2 separate regions of the Mus musculus genome follow, and region 2 is linked to region 1. The links are chromatin contacts, called in public Hi-C maps. All regions are on one chromosome and are shown on one strand. Each heading gives the region's core, a stretch centred on a gene start, on an enhancer-like site or on the middle of the called end of the contact. The rest is flanking DNA. Distances are from core to core; before and after follow the strand shown. Region 1 overlaps Grik4 (glutamate receptor, ionotropic, kainate 4). Region 2 holds the start of Grik4 (glutamate receptor, ionotropic, kainate 4).

Region 1 (7,942 bases), core at 3,279-5,778:
CAAGCACGGCCCCTTGGGATGCTGCAGCAGCAAGCATTGTTTTCCTTACCTCGAGGATAACAGAAACATAGCCTGTAGCGGGGAGATGCCAGTCTGAACGTAAGAATACCCAACAGGGTATTAAAGGGGAGGGAAGGCAAGATGAACTCACAGGGCCTTTGCAGTCCCCATTCAACGGGATGAGCCATGTCCCCAGCCTGCCCATCAAGGAAGCTCAGAGAGCAGTCACCCATCCCAGTCAGCACACTGTGAGTCTCAGCCAGGGCAGCTCTCAGAGGAGTTGCAAGTGGGCGTCTTCTGTGGACATGAGGAGCAGGGGTGCTGTCAGCTCATGGGGACTCAAAACAGCAAGGACGGTGAACCCCCAGCCCAACGCCAGGAGGCCAGAACCTTAGTGAGGGACAAGACAGGTCATGGAAAGAGAAGCTGAGAAGGAAAAATCCACCCAGCACAGGGTCGACTAAACCGACACAGGAGGCGGGAACATGGCTGCCACTCATAATTAACGAAGGAGGAAATGAATTACTGTAATTATGAACCCACGGAGCATGGTTTAAAACAAACGTGTTCCTCTCAAGTACCCACAGGAGAAAAGAATATAATACTTTTTTAAAAAATTTAAATATTTTGCTTAAAAATTTTATAGTGCAAATAATGCATTTTGATCCAACACCCCCTCTAGCCTCTCCCCATCCCCCACCTCTTTGCCTTTTTTGACCCGATTGTTTTTTTTATATATACGCTGCCTATATCTGTGTAGATGTAGGACCATCTACTGGAGCCTAGGTAGCCTCTCGGGAACTGTATCTCTAAAGAAAACGGATTCTCTCCAACCCCACCCCCAGCAGCCATCAGTTACCAACAGCTCCTCAGTTAGACTTCATGATTCCCTCCCCCGCCCATGCCAGGATTCTAGCTGGCTTAATCTTATACAGGTCTTGTGCATGCAGCCACAGCCAGTCTGACTTCATGGGTGCAAAGGCCCTGTCGTGTCTTTTAAATATCCTTTTGTAAGCATCCCCCACTTCTCACTCTTACAATCTGCCCCCTCTTCTCCAGTGACTCCTGAGCTTTGGGGGTGGGGGAGGGGCAATGAGGGTGATATAGCTGTCCCATTTAAAACCAAACACTCGTTTTCCCTGCGTTAACCACCATCTACTAAAAGAAGCTTCTCTTTTGGAAGAGCACTAATCTATAGGCATAAAGATAAGAACTTAAGGAACAGTTTATTACTGTGTTGATTTAGCAGAACAATAGTATTAGGTTCCACCATAGGTCCATGACTGAGAAGCCTCGTAGGTCTGTTGTTGTTGTTGTTGTTGTTGTTGTTGTTGTTGTTGACCCAGTTAATGGTACCAGATATGAGTTGCATCTTGTGGATCAGGCTTTGACTCAGATCAGAAAGTGGTTGGTTACTCCCATAATGTTGTGTTACTATTACACCAGTGAGCAATTCTTGCCAGGCCTGGCCTAAAGCAAAGGGTAAGGTTCAGCCATTCCAAAATCAGATGTTACCCATTGGATGTCAAGGAGCCTAGAGACAGAGAGACTAGGCCAGAGTGGGCCAAAGAATAACCAAGCTGACCAAAAGGCAAGCCAGTAAGCCCAAGGAATCTGGCCAGGCTCTTTATGGAGCTGACGGGGGGGGGGGGGTGGGGGGGGTGGGTAGGAGTGACTTGGGGGATGGGCAGGAGTGACTTGGGGGATGGGCAGGAGTGACTTGGGTGAAGGAGCCCGATTCTTCACCTGTACTTGGTATGGCCCTCATAAAAGAACACGGTATGGGGTGTGGCTCGCATTCTGAGCTCAACCCAAGCCGTCCTGCGACGGACGAGTGGTGGGAACCACAAAGAATGCGATGGCTTGGACTAGAAAGGAAACCAACAGATGGGGAATGGTGGTTAGAATATGGGTGTATTTTAAAGGTAGAACAAACAGGGTTGTTTGGGGAACGGAACATGAGTGGGAGATACAGAAAGGCATTGTGAACCGGGACATAAATACCCCTGTCTGAGTCATTAGGCTGAAGCTCTGGTGGTAAGGAGGTTTCTAGGTATGCCTACCTACCTCCCCTTAATCCCAATCTGTGCCACCGGGTGGTCATCTACAAAATCCATGCCCCCCGGCACTAGAGAAATGGCTCAGTGGATAAGAACGGGAAAGGCTCCTTCAGAGGATCTGAATCTGGTTCCCAGCATCCATTTCTGGAGGCTCACGGCTGCTGTAACTCCTCTGGCTCTCTCTGCTGGGCCTCCAAGGGCACTGCATTCACATGCCCAACCCCATACACAGACTTGAAATTTAGGGAAAAAAAAAAACCAAACCCTAATATGCTTTTAAAATTAATGCTTGCAAACCACACATTCAAGTAACAAAACATAAAAATCAGGGCCAATGTAGTGGTATGGTCCTTCAATCCCAGCACTCAGGAGGTAGAAGCAGGCAGTTCTCTGTGAGTTCCAGGCCAGCCTGATCTACACAGTGAGATTCTAGCCAGCCAGGGCTATCTAATGAGTAAGTCGATATCATAGTAAGTTTACCATTTGTGTTATGCAGCTTTTATAGACATCCTGGGCCACCCTGCCCCTTCTAACTATCTGATGACTAGCTTTGAGTGAAAGCAGCCCTCTGCAAAATGAAACTCCAGCAAGACCGGAAAATGCTTGTCTCTGAGAACTGCTCTCAAGTAGTCAAGACTGCACCTAGAAACAAACCTATGACTTGGACCTGGTAAGCAACTGCCAAGTAAACACCTCTGTTGCCCAAGACCAACGGTCCAGCATGTCCTGACTCCCACTGGGCAGCAGCAGCAATGCATACAGCAGTGGGTAGCATCCCAAGGCCTTGCCTGGTGACAGCTGAAAGCAACTTGCACACTGTGTGCCACACACAGCTTCCCTGAGGGCCGGGAGCAAAGGGCAGGCAGACCTTCTAGCCCCTCCTCCCAGCTTGCTTCCTAGGCCTTGGGTGCATTTATCAGCTCTGTGAGCAGAATACAAAAGTCCCCAGACATGATGTGGCAGGAAAGGCAGCTGAGCCTGAGAGGACAGGCTACAAGTTGTTTACACCTGGCAGCAGCTTGAGCCCAGCGTGGGTTTTACTGGAACAAGGTCTGGAAGTGTGAGCAGGCGAACCCAGAACAGGCTAGCAAACTTTCTGAGCAAGCTTGATGCAAATCAGACTTGGAGAAGCCAACGGTAGCCCCCGTGCCTGCTGTGTCAGCGCTCAGTGGGCTTTTGAAGCTTTCATCTGGCCCTGGCAGCCTCACTGTGACTTCTGGGTCACCAACCAATAATGAGAACTCCCACACCTAATGCATAAATATGAAGCCATTTTCTGGAGTTTTGTCTCGGAACCCCAGCAGCAGAAAACCGGGCCTTCTGGGGTTCGTGTCCCCATCTGCAGGAGATAAGCATGAGGTTGTGAAACAAACAGGCAGACCGTGCAGCCTGCATACCTGCAGCACATGAAAACTATGCCTGTGGCCCCAGCAGCCTCCTCACGTCTCATCCACTGGCCTGGGAGTTTGCTCCTGGGATGTGACAACGTGGCTGTGGCAGTATCGTCACCTCCTTACCTCCTCCAACATTCACAAAGTGAGCGTGCTTATCACACTCTCAAGCTGAACAGGCCCTCCTTGCTTAAAAAGAGGATTGCAAGGGCTCACCAACCATGCCTGAGACCAGACAGAAGAGGAGGCCAAACTGTCCCACTGGACCAGTGCTGAGTGTGCGCAGAGGACCCAGAGGAGGTTGGAGCCTATGCAGAGGCTGCAAGGCTGGCAGACACTGTCATTCAGGGAGAATGGACCCTGAGGACGTTCGGATGGCAGAATTCTAATGCTGGGAAAAGGCGGAAAGAATAATTCATTGGCACCACCAGCCACCCAGGGCTGTTTAGGAATATAAACAGGCTCTACCAATGGTATGGGCTCACAAACTTATCAAGTGATATTTCTTCTGGGCCCATTTGGCTCTGACTAGAGTTTTTCTGAACTTATATATTTACACTCATCTCCTTCTTTCTATATTCCTGCAGCTTTATGGGTACCCACAACAAAGGCAACGGGTATTCTAGATTCTGTCTCTCTCTCTCTCTCTCTCTCTCTCTCTCTCTCTCTCTCTCTCTCTCTCTCTCTCTCTCCCCCCTCTCTGCGTCTGTGTGTCTGTGTGTGTATCTGTGTCTGTGTGTGTCTGTATGTGTGTGTCTGTGATTGTGTGTCTGTGTGTGTGTGTGTGTCTGTGTCTGTGTGTGTCTCTCTGTGTGTGTCTGTCTCTGTGTGTGTGTATAGCCTTTGCCCTTATGGGAAACAGAAGCCTACCTCCCAGCTCTGGCTGCCCCACCTCCACACTGGTTTATGCTTTGAAGCTAGACTATGATTTCAAGCCTTGGACCTTTAGGTCCTGCCCTGCCCTCCTCTCCTGCACTCAGTCTGCATGCCAAGCACACCGTCCACTTTCCTGGACAGCAGGAAGTCTCACAAGGCAGGCAATCACAGTTACTCAGCCTGAGCTCAGCTCAGCAGCCTCTTGCTTCTCCAACCCAGCCCGACCGCTGACTGACCCCTTTTAACTTCCTCCCTCATGCTCCAGGCTCTGGGGAAGCAAGTGTTGTTTACTCGTTCAGGACACAACCCCCAAGTGTGGGTCAGGCTTTCTTTCCCCTGCAGCCTCTTGGAAAATTAGCCAGTTTCTCTTTCTCCAGCCAGGTCAGCTTCACCCAGGGTCTAACACTTCCCCCACCCGCGACTTCCTCACTCTCCACACCAGCTCTCTGACAGTGTTCTTTCCTGCTCTCCAGTGAGCTCCAATTAGGCAATGGTTCTCTCAGGATTCCTTGGAAGCACTGAACAGGGCAGTCACCCCTCTCCAGTAGCCACTCCTCCAACCTCTCTTTATGGCATCACCTCTCCTGGTTTACTCTGGCTTTCTAGAAGACTCCTGTCCTGCTAATACAGAGTCTCAGAGTTTGGCCACGGGCTCCGCTGCTTCTCTAGGTTAACCTATGCTCTTCACTCCTGCCAGCCTGGGAGCGGTGATGCCAAGACCCTACTTCCAGAGCCATTTCGTCCTGGGAGATCCTCAGGTATGCACCAGGATGGTGTGCCATGCATGGTCTTGCTCTGTAAACAAACTCCATCCCTACCACACTTTCACCGACAATGGGAGGTCTCTAGAGAAATCACAAAGCCAAGCTGGCTCCTTGCTCTTCGGATTCAGCCTCAAGTCCCCGTAGGTCCCCTTGATGATGCTGATAAGACCCTACGTGCTGATCCCAGCGAAGTTATTATCCAGGTCCCTCGGGCAATGGGTTAGCCTTGCCTCCTTCCTGAAGTCTCCCAACACTCAACTGGGTGACTCCCATCTCCATCTGTTAGGGAAACAAGCAGACAGAACTCTGCCACCTCCACAGACCTCCCTCCTACTGGCCTCAGAGTTGCTGTCCTTCCTCCCTCCAAGGGTAAGGCTAGCCCTCCTGTTCTCTGAATCCCAACATCTCATTTTGTCACCCCACCCCCTCTACCTCCTGAAGTAGAAAGCTCTGGACACTCTGCTGGGTCCTGCCATCCTCATCGCCTCTTGCTTGGCCACCTCTGCAGGAGGTCCTTGTCTGGCCTGGCAGTACAGGCCTGTAAGTAATCTTAGCTACTTAGTTGAAAGCTGAGGCGTGATGATCTTGGGCTATACGTTCAAGGCCAATTTGAGCAATTGAACAAGACTCTGGCTCAAAAAGAATAATGAAGAGCTGAGGGTTTAGCTCAGTGATGGCACACTTGCATAGAATATGAAAGGTTTGAGTTCAACCCTAGTTCCACAAAAAGAACTAAGGAAGAAGTATACAGGCAAGAGAACGGCACCTGACCCCGCATCCCCTCTAACCAGCATTTCACTTGCCCCTGCTTGACTGGGGCACGCCTCAGGGATCTCTTCCACGATCCCCCACTCCTCCCCTATTCACTCCTCAGGTACCCTGGTCCCTCCAGTGACCATGACTGCCATGTTGCCAAATCCCACAGATACAGCTATGCCCCCCCTCTTCCCCTACCTGGGTGAAGTGACTCCCACTTCCTGTCACCCTGAAAGTCTTTTATGTGCCCTCTTAGTACCCAGAACCAGTGGGCTTCTCCTTTCTCTCACCTCCTTTGTGCATTGCAGGGCACACACCTCTGGGATGTCACCCTCTTGCTTAGCCTAACCTTCCTTCCTCCGTATCCATTGCTGACAGAGCTCTCCACTGCTCCCAGACTGTGCCTGGCAGAGTTTAAGACCCCATTCCCAGCTCTCTTCTCTCTAATGCTTGCCTTCTCTTAGTCATTGATGACCCCGGGTTCTAGCTGCAGCCTTGAGCTTCTGTCTGGGCGAGAGGCTGACAGCCAAGTGTTGCTGTGGTCTTTCTATTTAGTTCTCTAATCAACATCTGTTAGTAGAGAACTTCTGCCCTTCAGTGCATTTACTCCCTAAGTCCTGCTCGTCAACCATCCGCCACAAGCCCATCCTCCTTTAAGGACCTACAGCCAAGGCTCTGCGTCTTCCCCTGGAAGTGTTGCTGTTTCTGCATCCCAAATACCCCAGGGCTGTGGCATCCATCCCATGACAATGACCATGTCAGTCAGGTCATAGTCCAAGCCATTCCTTCTCCCCCTATCTGAGTGATCAGGACAGCTTCCTGCGTGGTCTCCCATTTCCTGTCACCCTGAACGTCCATTCTCCATGTGGCAGCTACCATGATGCAAACGGGGACCCCATCATCCCTCTGCTCGGAATCCTTCGATGGCTTCTGAATGCACTTAGACTCAAGCCCATTGCAACTGACAGAAAGCCAACGCAAACTGGCTTAAATGATAAAACTAATTTACTGAGAGCGAAACGGCTGGCTTGTCAACTTCACATCCTCACACCTCAGAACCCAGCAGGCCTTTGCTCAGTGCCGCTGAGCCCTGGCACTCAGCTTAGAGGGCTCAGGCACCAGGCTCTCTGTCTGCTTAGCAGGGTCCCTTATCCCCTCTACTACAGCAGCTTCTCCCTTGCCCAGCACCTCTCCAACCCATATTTGCCAGCTGCTGGCAAGCCCGTCTCCTCACCCTTCACGGTCTTATTCTGGCTCCTTCTAGGAGCTAAACAGCTATACTTTGGGAGGAAGGGCCAGCTAGACCATCTACCGATCAATACTGAGTCATGCCCTCTTAAAGGACACTGGCCTCCAACATGTATTGCTTTGTACCCTCTGAAGGTGTCACAGTTTGGGTCGGTCCACACTGACTTATAGACCCCCCACACACACACACACAGTGGTTTAAGTGGAGAAGGGACTCTTTTGATGAAAAATATGCAGGAAATAGAATACATCTCTAGATCCCATAGTTGGCTGAGATGGCGAAGTGACAAAGAGGGAAACCCTGGGCCAGGTACCACATGCACCAAGCTTAGAACTACCCACCTTCTGCCCTAGCCCCGTGTGCCTTCCAATTTCTAGAAAAGGTGTATCCCTAGCAAAGGTACTTCCCACACAAGGCCTCTCTTCCCCCTGTACATCAGACGACCTCTATACCAGAGGCTTCTATGATTCTCCTCGTCTAGAGGATCTGCACTCTTTTCTGTACTGGTAGTTCCAAGGTCCAGTCTCTCCTCCGAGATGTTTTGCTCTGGAGTTCTCATATCCATGGCCAAGCCTTCTCTCTATGAGCGAGGCCTCCCTTAGTTACAAACATCAAAAGATTGTATCATTCTTTCTCCTAACACCCTCGGCTTAGGGGAGGAAGCCCAAGTCCCCCCACAAAGCTCTCTTGCATCTCTGAATTCTAGCATCAAAACATATCCCCTGTCCTCCTGATCCCATGCCACTGTGCCTTTGTGCCTTCGCTGCGGCTGTTCCTGGTGTTAGGAATCCTCACCTTCTCTCTAGGAAAATCTACTTAGCAATCAAAGCTCTGCTCAGATGGCCC
Region 2 (7,942 bases), core at 3,464-5,963, 36 kb after region 1:
TGTGGCTGGACACAGATAAGAGGAGTGGGTCACAAATTCAGGAAGTGTGATCTGAGCGTTGAGGTTAGGACTGTCCCCTGCAGTCTCGAGGCACCACAGCCTACGCATTTTTCTCTGTGGCAAACACTGGATCAACCTGAGTCGAAGACCCTTAACAAGGACAAATATTTACTTGCATTTGCTCTGTCACGCTTAGGGACATCTCAATGAGCAAAAGTGATATAGTGGCTCCTGCCTGCTCAGACAGAAACTCCACTTGGTCTCCAGGAAGTGACAGATACTGAGATGAGCTGGACTCCGGGTGCAGGTATCATAGAGGAGGGCAGCAGAGTTGGCAGGGGGATGGGAGGTGAGATCCCAGAATCAGACCTGCTATGTGACAGTCCTCTGGCAGCATGTGCCTGAGGCTCTGCTCTGCCTAGGACTGCTCAGTTGCTATCTAGGAACTTCATGGGCCACTAACCCAGTCGACAAATGCTCCACACAGTCTGGGCAAAGAGGGTCCCCTTCTGGCTTTCTTATTCCTAAAAAACTGCATCATTCTTCTCTCTGGGCTAGGAATCTCAAAGCTATCCCAACCACTCTCTGCTCCTTCATCTGCTATTACCAACCTGTCTGCTGTGCCTTGGAAATGTCATTCAAGTTCCCCTTTTTCATTGCCATCACCCCCGCTTAGCCCTCAACCCCTCTTTCAGCATAAGACTTCTTGGTCCAAGAATCATCAACAACTCCCCCAGCCTGCTGCAACCTGCTGAGTCTTTCTTGTTGGGTCGGGAGCCTCTCAGATTCAATTAAGTCTGTGTTCCTCCAATAGAACCCTTGGGGTGGACATGCCTTCTTCACCTGCCCTGTCCAGTCTGCCCATTCCCCCTGTTCCCTTTCCCCTTGCTCTTCTCGGACAGCTCCTACACACTCTCCTTCTAGCAAAGCTGTCCTATCCCTGAGCCCCCTCCCGACTCCCACATGCACACATCTGCACATAGCATTCATACATACACATTAATTATCAAGTTGCCATTTTCAGCCAGAACAGGTGCCTGGAATGCTTTTCACCCGAATCCTATATGGGCAGAAAGAATGGTGGATGGATCCCTGCTGAGCTCAGGGACAGACTCTGAGTACCCTGGGCTGCATGCAAGTGAATGGGGTATCCAGCCATCCCTGCTTTTGAAAGCAAATGCTGCCCAAGTGTGGGGAGGAAGCTGGAGTCTGAAGCTGTCATTGGTTCCTGTCACAGGACAGAGTATGTCACATTGTAGAGCCCCCAAGGACCTCAGTCCTCGTTTGTAGAGACCCAAATGCTCCTACCTGACTCACAGGGCAGCCAAGTGATTGAGCGAAACGAGCAGAATTCTCGGCCAATACAATATTAAATTGATTCTGTCCTTCCCATCCCATAATTTAGACAGCCTGATTCTGTGGTATTGGTTTGTTGTTGGTGGTGGTGGTTTTTTTGTTGTTGTTTTGGTTTTTTTGTTTTTTTGTTTTTTTCTTTGTATCAGATTTGTTCAACATAAGGTGTCCTCTAGTTTAGGTAGCAAAATGTTATAATTAAGTAACATACAGCTTTTACATTCCCCACTATGAACAGAGCCAAGTTACAGGGGCTGAAGGGCAGCCCTGCACCACTGGAGGAGAGAGAATGTGAGCAGGTATCAGGCAAAGGCTTTGCCCCTCAGGGATCCACTGTCTGGGTAGGGACATGTGCAAGGACAGATCTGTCTCAACACCTGGCAAGGCTAGTAGCCGACACAGCCTATGGAGGGAAAGAGGGGGAGGGGCCATACCGGGAATACATCCCAGATGCCCAACCTCGACTACCAAATCCATTGGCGGCAGCCTTACAAAGCAGAGCCCATCCAGGTTTTACAGGTGAGGAGAACAAAACTTAGAGAAAGGTTAGGCAGCTCTGCCAAGGTCATGCAGGAAATGTTATGGGGATAAGAACTCAGGTGTATCTCCAGTTAGCAGCTAGGGTTTCTGCTCTTCCATGCTATGGAAGGTTCTAGCAACTCAAGTGGTTGTACAGGGCAGAAAGGAGAATGGTGTGAATGAGGCCATGTGGTGCCTGTGCTGAGGGATAGACAGTTCACTCCTGAGGCCGTGATGTGACATGATGCCGGGACCCACATACAGAGGGCCATCAGTGCTAAGCAAAAGCCTGTGTTCTGTATCCTGTAGCCCACGGATGAGGAGGGTGTCTGAGATAGGGACCCGCTCTGGAGACCAAAGTGGTCATCTACACTGATGCTGGGAGATTCCATTAATAAAAGGGTGAACGGGAAGCATAAGCTGGGAGGGGCTTTCCGGGCAGCCCAGAGCAAGAGCACTGGACTACGAACCAGAGTCTGCTGGGGCAAGTATAGTTCTCTGAGCTTCAGTTCCTGTGGGCCAACCAATTTGGCTGCTGGCAGACACAGCAAAGGCTACTGAGGATGAAGTGGGCCGGCTGTGCAGCATCCAGAGGCCTGCAGAAGGCTGTCACTCAGAAGGGACAAGTACTCTGTGGTAGGACCAACACGCCTCTTCCAGGCACAAAGCACAGCACAGCTACCCTCCTCGTCAGTGACTCTGGCTTCCTGTTGGGCACTGGGCTTTCTGGCTCACCCAGGCCTGCTTACCCTCTTCCTATCTCTGGGAACTGAAGTCTCTAGAGAGCAGCTGCAGCTCCTCCAGAAAAAATGCACTTCCCTCTGTCATGCAAAAGTTCTCTCTGCATTCTAAGGGAGCCCAGACTGGAAGGCTTTAGAACAAACTTTCAGAGCTGAGAAAGCTTCCGTCAAGATTGAGATGTCTATTGGAGAAAGGGAAAACATGAAAGCCCAACTCCCCCCGTCCATCAAACCCACTCTGTCCCCCACTGCTAGAACCAACCCTGCCTTCAGGTCTCAAGTGGCAGGTCCAGGAAAACAGAGGGTGGCGCTGGAGACTGACGCAAGGCTGGTGGGCAAGCCCAGGCCACAAGAAATGAACATAATCTGGAAAATTAAACAAACCCAGACACTGTAACGTGTGCATATTAGATTAACTCTCTAAAGGGTCACGACCTTGAGGAATACATCCAGCCAGTGAGGAAAATAATAAACCTGATTAACGATGAAGCATGAGCCACGGCCTCCGCAAAGAAAGCCAGCCTGAAGAGGCCCGGCGGAATTCCAGGGGCTTCCTTCCCTGGCAGAGCTGGAACTCAGCCGACCTCTCCAGCCCCTTGCCACCACTAGGACACTCCAGGATCAAAGCAAGACAGGATTGCTCCCTCTCAAGCCACACCCCTGCAGCTCTGACCCAGGGACTACAAGGCTAGCTTTTCCAGGTGCTCCCAAAAGGGACACTACCACCAGACGACCCACTGGAGCCAAAAAGAAGATAGTTCTCTTTGTCCCTGGCAGGGCTCAGATCCTCTTGGCCAACCCTCAGCCCTCCTGCCCTGGTCTCAAGAGATACCTACTTGTCAGGCACAGTGGCCAGGCCCAGCCAGAGTTCCCCTCCTCTTTCCAGACAGCCCAGGCCCCTGGGAGACATGCCCAGAAGAGCCACTGGAGGGAGGCAGGGAGGTGGCACCGCGTGGCATCACCAGACAACAGCACCAAGAGGAAGATGGCAGCATCAAGTACAGATGCCAAGAACCACACAGCCCAAGGTCCAAGAGGGGACCAGCTCAGCCTGCATAGCCTGGCTACAGCCAGGCAACCTGGCCCGCGTGCCTTGTCTATCCCTTTGGTCGCGCCTCCCCCAACCCCAAAGCCCTGGGCCAACTCTCCCCAGGCTCCACCTCCTCCCTCACTTTCCTCAGCTCCAGGGAGCCCAGGGAGGGAGGCACAGGTGCTCTTGGCGCCTTGGACAAACCCCCTGTCCCAGCCGTCACCAGGGCGCCTTCCACCCCAAGCTGGGTCGGAACCACTCCGGCTCTGCCCGGTCCTCACTAAAGAACATCTCCTTAGCTCCCCTCCCCCTCCACTGATCCCCTTCCCCCTCCAGCGCCCAATGCAGGTCTCCAGAGTTTTTCCCTTACTTCCCACTCGGGTGAACTAGGGTGGGATGGCTAAGAGGCCCATTAGTCGCAAGAAGGAGGGTCATTTCTGATAGGACGCTGGCTTGGCCCAAAGCAAGACGGCGTGCAGGGTTGGGGGTGTGGTGGTGGCCGGAGTCCAGGGCCCGAGCAGGGGTGGTCAAGACAGATGGCAAAGAGGGAAGGGAGAAGGGGGCTCAGAAGCCGGGCTGGTCTGATGGAAGACTGTGGCGGGCAAGAGCGGCCCGTAGGAGAAGCCGAGGGTGACGAGGCGGGGTAGAATCGCCAGTGTCGGGAAGGGGCCGTCATCCCTGCAGGGGGCAGAGGCTGGGCTGGGAGTTGGACTGGGAAGAGGGAGGATCACAGAAGGAGGATCGGAGCGGAGGAGAGGAGGCGCAGGGGGAAGCAGGCAGGGATGGAGACTAGGGGAAGTACGGGGCAAGGTGGCGGGGGCTCAGCGGAGAATCCGGGGTCGCAGGCATCAGAGTGCAGGGGACTGGGCAGCTGGAGGCGGGAGCGGGGCCAGGCAGGGTGCGGGCCGCGGCCCGGAGGGAGCTAGCGGCGGAGACGTCAGAAGTCGGGGTGCGGCGCAGCCCCGGGGGGCGCGGGGAGACAGCGTAGGGCGCCGGTCGGGGGCGGCGCGGGGGCTGCTGCCCTTACCTGGGCGGCTCCGCACTCCGGGCGCCAAGCTGGGGACCCGACGTTGCTCGGCCGGCGGCCCGGCTGTTGTTTTCCCTTTTTTTTTTTTTTTTCTTTTTTTTTTTTTCTTCCGCAGCGGCGGCGGCGGCGGCTCCAGCTCGATCCGCCAGCAGCCGAAGGCAGAGTCTGTGTCCGGCTGCGAGCGAGCCGGGAGCGGGCAGCGCGGGAGGCGCGCGGAAAGGCGCTGAGGCGCCGCCCGGCGGGCAGTGAGGGAACTGCGGCGGTCCCGCACGCGGCCGGCCGGGGAGGGGGCGTCCCTTCCGGGCCGCGGCCGCCGGAGTCTCCGCTCGCCGGCGGGGTCTTTAGCTGGGGACCCGGACCTAGGTAGCCGAGCGGCGAGGCGGGGAGGCCGGAACAGACAGAGCCAAACTTGCAGCTTCCCTGATCCGGACGATCGGGAGACGGCGGGCCGGGGATGGGGGGGCTCCGGGTGGGCGCTGCAGAGGACTGACCCCCAAGTGAGGAGCTGGGGTACACTTCACCATCCAGCGCCAAGGGGCAGCCCGCCCTGGTCCGCAGGAGTTATTAGCTTGGCCTGCTTCGGTGGGCGAAGGGCGACTCCTGGTGGCGTTTTAGGGGCCAGACCTAGGGGACGAGGCGTAGAGACTGCGGCCTCCTCGGTGGTGGCGCGGAGCTGGGTGAAGCTTTGCTTTAGCAAGGCCAGATAGACCACAATGTTTCAGGAGGCCGAAGAACCACAGCTCACGTTTGGAAGTCTACTGGTTTGTGCACACAGACCTCCTGGGAGAAGTTGTCACTTTATGCTACACATAAGGAAACCTCGGCCTAGGAAAGGTGAAAGACCTAGCCTTCACCAGGAGCTGGGGGCTGGACCAAGAGAGAACCAAGCTACTTGGTTTGAGGGATCATTTGGCCACATCATAGCAGCCTTGGGGTGGGTGGGTGGGGGGCTAGAAAAGGAGAGGGCAGAGGAGCAGGAGGCCTCAGGGGGTCAAGTGACTTCCTCAAACCGATTAGTTCCTCATTTCAAACCCAGAGTCTTAGCCGTAGACAAACCCGGAAAGCATCTAAGCCAGCCTCCCAATCGTCTCCCACTCTTCCTTCACACCTAACCACCTGCTTACCCTAAAGTCTCCACGAAGGGGCTGTTCTAGGCATTCTTGGTTGGTTCTAGGGCCTGGGAGGACAATATACACGGACTACAGGATATTTGTTGACACTCCCTATATCATGCCGGGAGGGCAGCAGAGCTGAGTTACCTGCTTGGGGGGCTGGGGGGGGTGGCGATTGTGGTTGTAAGAGCCTGTTCTCTCTCCCACCTCCTCTCCCAGACTGGACTTTATGAGTGCTCTGTTGGCACAGGACCGGCCACTCTGGATAGCTCCAGTCCCTTCGGTCTTTCCTCAATCAACTGTCAGACGGATGTCAGGAACACAAGCTACCTGACTTTCTACTGACCTAATAAAACCAATCCATGAGGTTAAGTTGAATCCAACCTGCCTCAGCACAGGTCAAAGGTTTCCATATTGGATAGGATTCCATTTCTTCAGTCCAGTTTTTTTTTTTTTTAACATTTATCCTGTGTCAAGACTACACCATTTATTCAAGTGCCATTCCCAAAGGCTTTCACATCAACTTGGCAAGGTGGACCTTACCCTGCCTTCTGAATGAGTTGAAGGTGATCTGTGGGACACTCCTATCCTATCCTGAGGTGACTGCAGCGCCTTTCCCTGCCTTGGAATGCTAGAACCTGTTAGCGTGAGTGAGAGGACGGTATCGGTAGTGTATGCAGAACCTGCTCTGGGCTGACAGCAGTGAGGGGCATCCCTGTGAGCAGGATAAGTTATTTCACAGTCCCTGGTGACTTCAGAGTGACATGCATGGTTCTTAGTCTACTGGAAGAATTCAACAACAGCACGCCCATAGAGGTTTAAGAGTTAGGACAGGAAGATAATTCAATATGAAAAACGTTTCTTCGTATTCGTTGGCCTTGGAAGCTCATTCTATGAGCCAAGGGAGGTGTGAGGGGTTGGTTTTAAGACTAGTAACCTGTAACCTGCTGGTAACCTGCGGCCTTGTGAAAACTCCCGTCTCTTCACTTCCTGTGAGGGTAGATTGTCTTCTTTAAGTCTCTGCCCATGGAAGCAAAGAGACCTTGCAAACCAGTGCCGGAAAAGCCCACCTTCATCCTTACTTAGCGATGCCCTAGCCACTGCCCTTTCTCCCCATCCCCATCCACATAGCTGTGGACATGAGATATCCAATGCTTGGACTCTCTCTCTATTCCTCCGTAGCCAGTACCACTTGTCCAAATTCAACCCCATACCAGGTAACTTCTAGAAGCAGGAAGCTCAGTCCAGATCGCCTCTGGAGAGTAGGGAGAGATCAGACAACAAGAGCTGCCTCACATCTTGAATGGTAAAAGCAGAGGAGATGGAAAACGAAGCCCTCTTGCCTGAAGCATCACTCACTGCCAGCTCCCATGCTGGGCTAGACAGACAGAACTCTGTGTACCTGGCCATCCTGATTAGCTGGTGGATCCAAGTTCTTCGGTTGTTGGTGCCTGTATAAGCTTGTTCTCCAGTGTTTATTTTTAGCTCTTCTCTCTTTGTATTGGCCTCAGGTACAGCACAAAGAGAAGTGCTTGCTCTGAGTTACACCTAATGTATCTATCCCAGAAGCACCCGTGAAAGCTCAATACAAGGTGATGATGACCTGCCTGCAAAAATTGGGACCAACTGAGACCCCCAGCGACCAAATAGCTTGTCCACACATGACCTGCTATCCTCTCTTGGGGACTGTTCCAATCATTTCCAACTGGCTCCAGGTTTGAAGGGCTAGCTCCCTTAAGTCTTTCCTCAATCAACTGTCAGATGGATGTCGGAAACACAAGCTACCTGGCTTTCTACTGACCTAATGGAACCCATAAGGTAAAACTGGGTCCAACCTACCTCAGTACAGGTCAAAGGTTGCTGCTACTCCATCTTCCACCTCTCCCCATAGCATACTTCATCGGTACCAAAGCTCTTGGAGGCTGGGAAATCCACTCTATTGTCAGAATGATTCTCTCAATCCTCATAAAGTGCATATAGCAGCCCGGGCCTGTAATCCCACTTGGTAAGTAGGGGAAAAGAAGAGAGATTCAAAGTCAAGTGGGAGTCCAAGTTCTATGCTCCATGAATCCCTATCCCAAAACAAAATCACAAAGCCCCTGACTTCTCTGCTCACCCAATTTTATGCCACTGAACCTTAGAATGTTGAATTCTGCCTGAA

What was found. A called contact is a pair of places that touch in the nucleus more often than the background predicts.
Region 2: a Hi-C map of uterus shows a contact between it and region 1, with 2.3 times the contacts expected there. The contact joins the promoter of Grik4 here to the enhancer-like site in region 1. A contact is called at or near these places in 1 of 39 promoter capture datasets (hippocampal neurons), 1 of 15 datasets of contacts at CTCF or cohesin (embryonic stem cells), 16 of 484 Hi-C or Micro-C datasets (LSK cells, cerebral cortex, cortical glia and 6 more), 6 of 115 datasets of contacts at active chromatin or transcription factors (astrocytes, embryonic stem cells and oligodendrocyte precursor cells) and 1 of 9 other capture datasets (adipose tissue).

Annotation. Positions count from the first base shown.
Region 1 is chr9:42,904,288-42,912,229 of GRCm38.p6, forward strand. All of the region lies in intron 1 of Grik4 (glutamate receptor, ionotropic, kainate 4), which reads right to left. Among named protein-coding and RNA genes, the nearest start is that of Grik4, 36 kb to the right of the region's middle. Within about 2 kb of position 4,529, at least 39 of the 459 cell types and tissues checked have an H3K27ac peak or open chromatin away from gene starts, as enhancers often do. A contact at or near this core is called in cerebral cortex, cortical glia, spermatogonia and 1 more, where this site is marked.
Region 2 is chr9:42,939,658-42,947,599 of GRCm38.p6, forward strand. Grik4 (glutamate receptor, ionotropic, kainate 4) reads right to left here and starts at 4,714. Exons shown (of 21, transcript NM_175481.5): 1 at 4,670-4,714.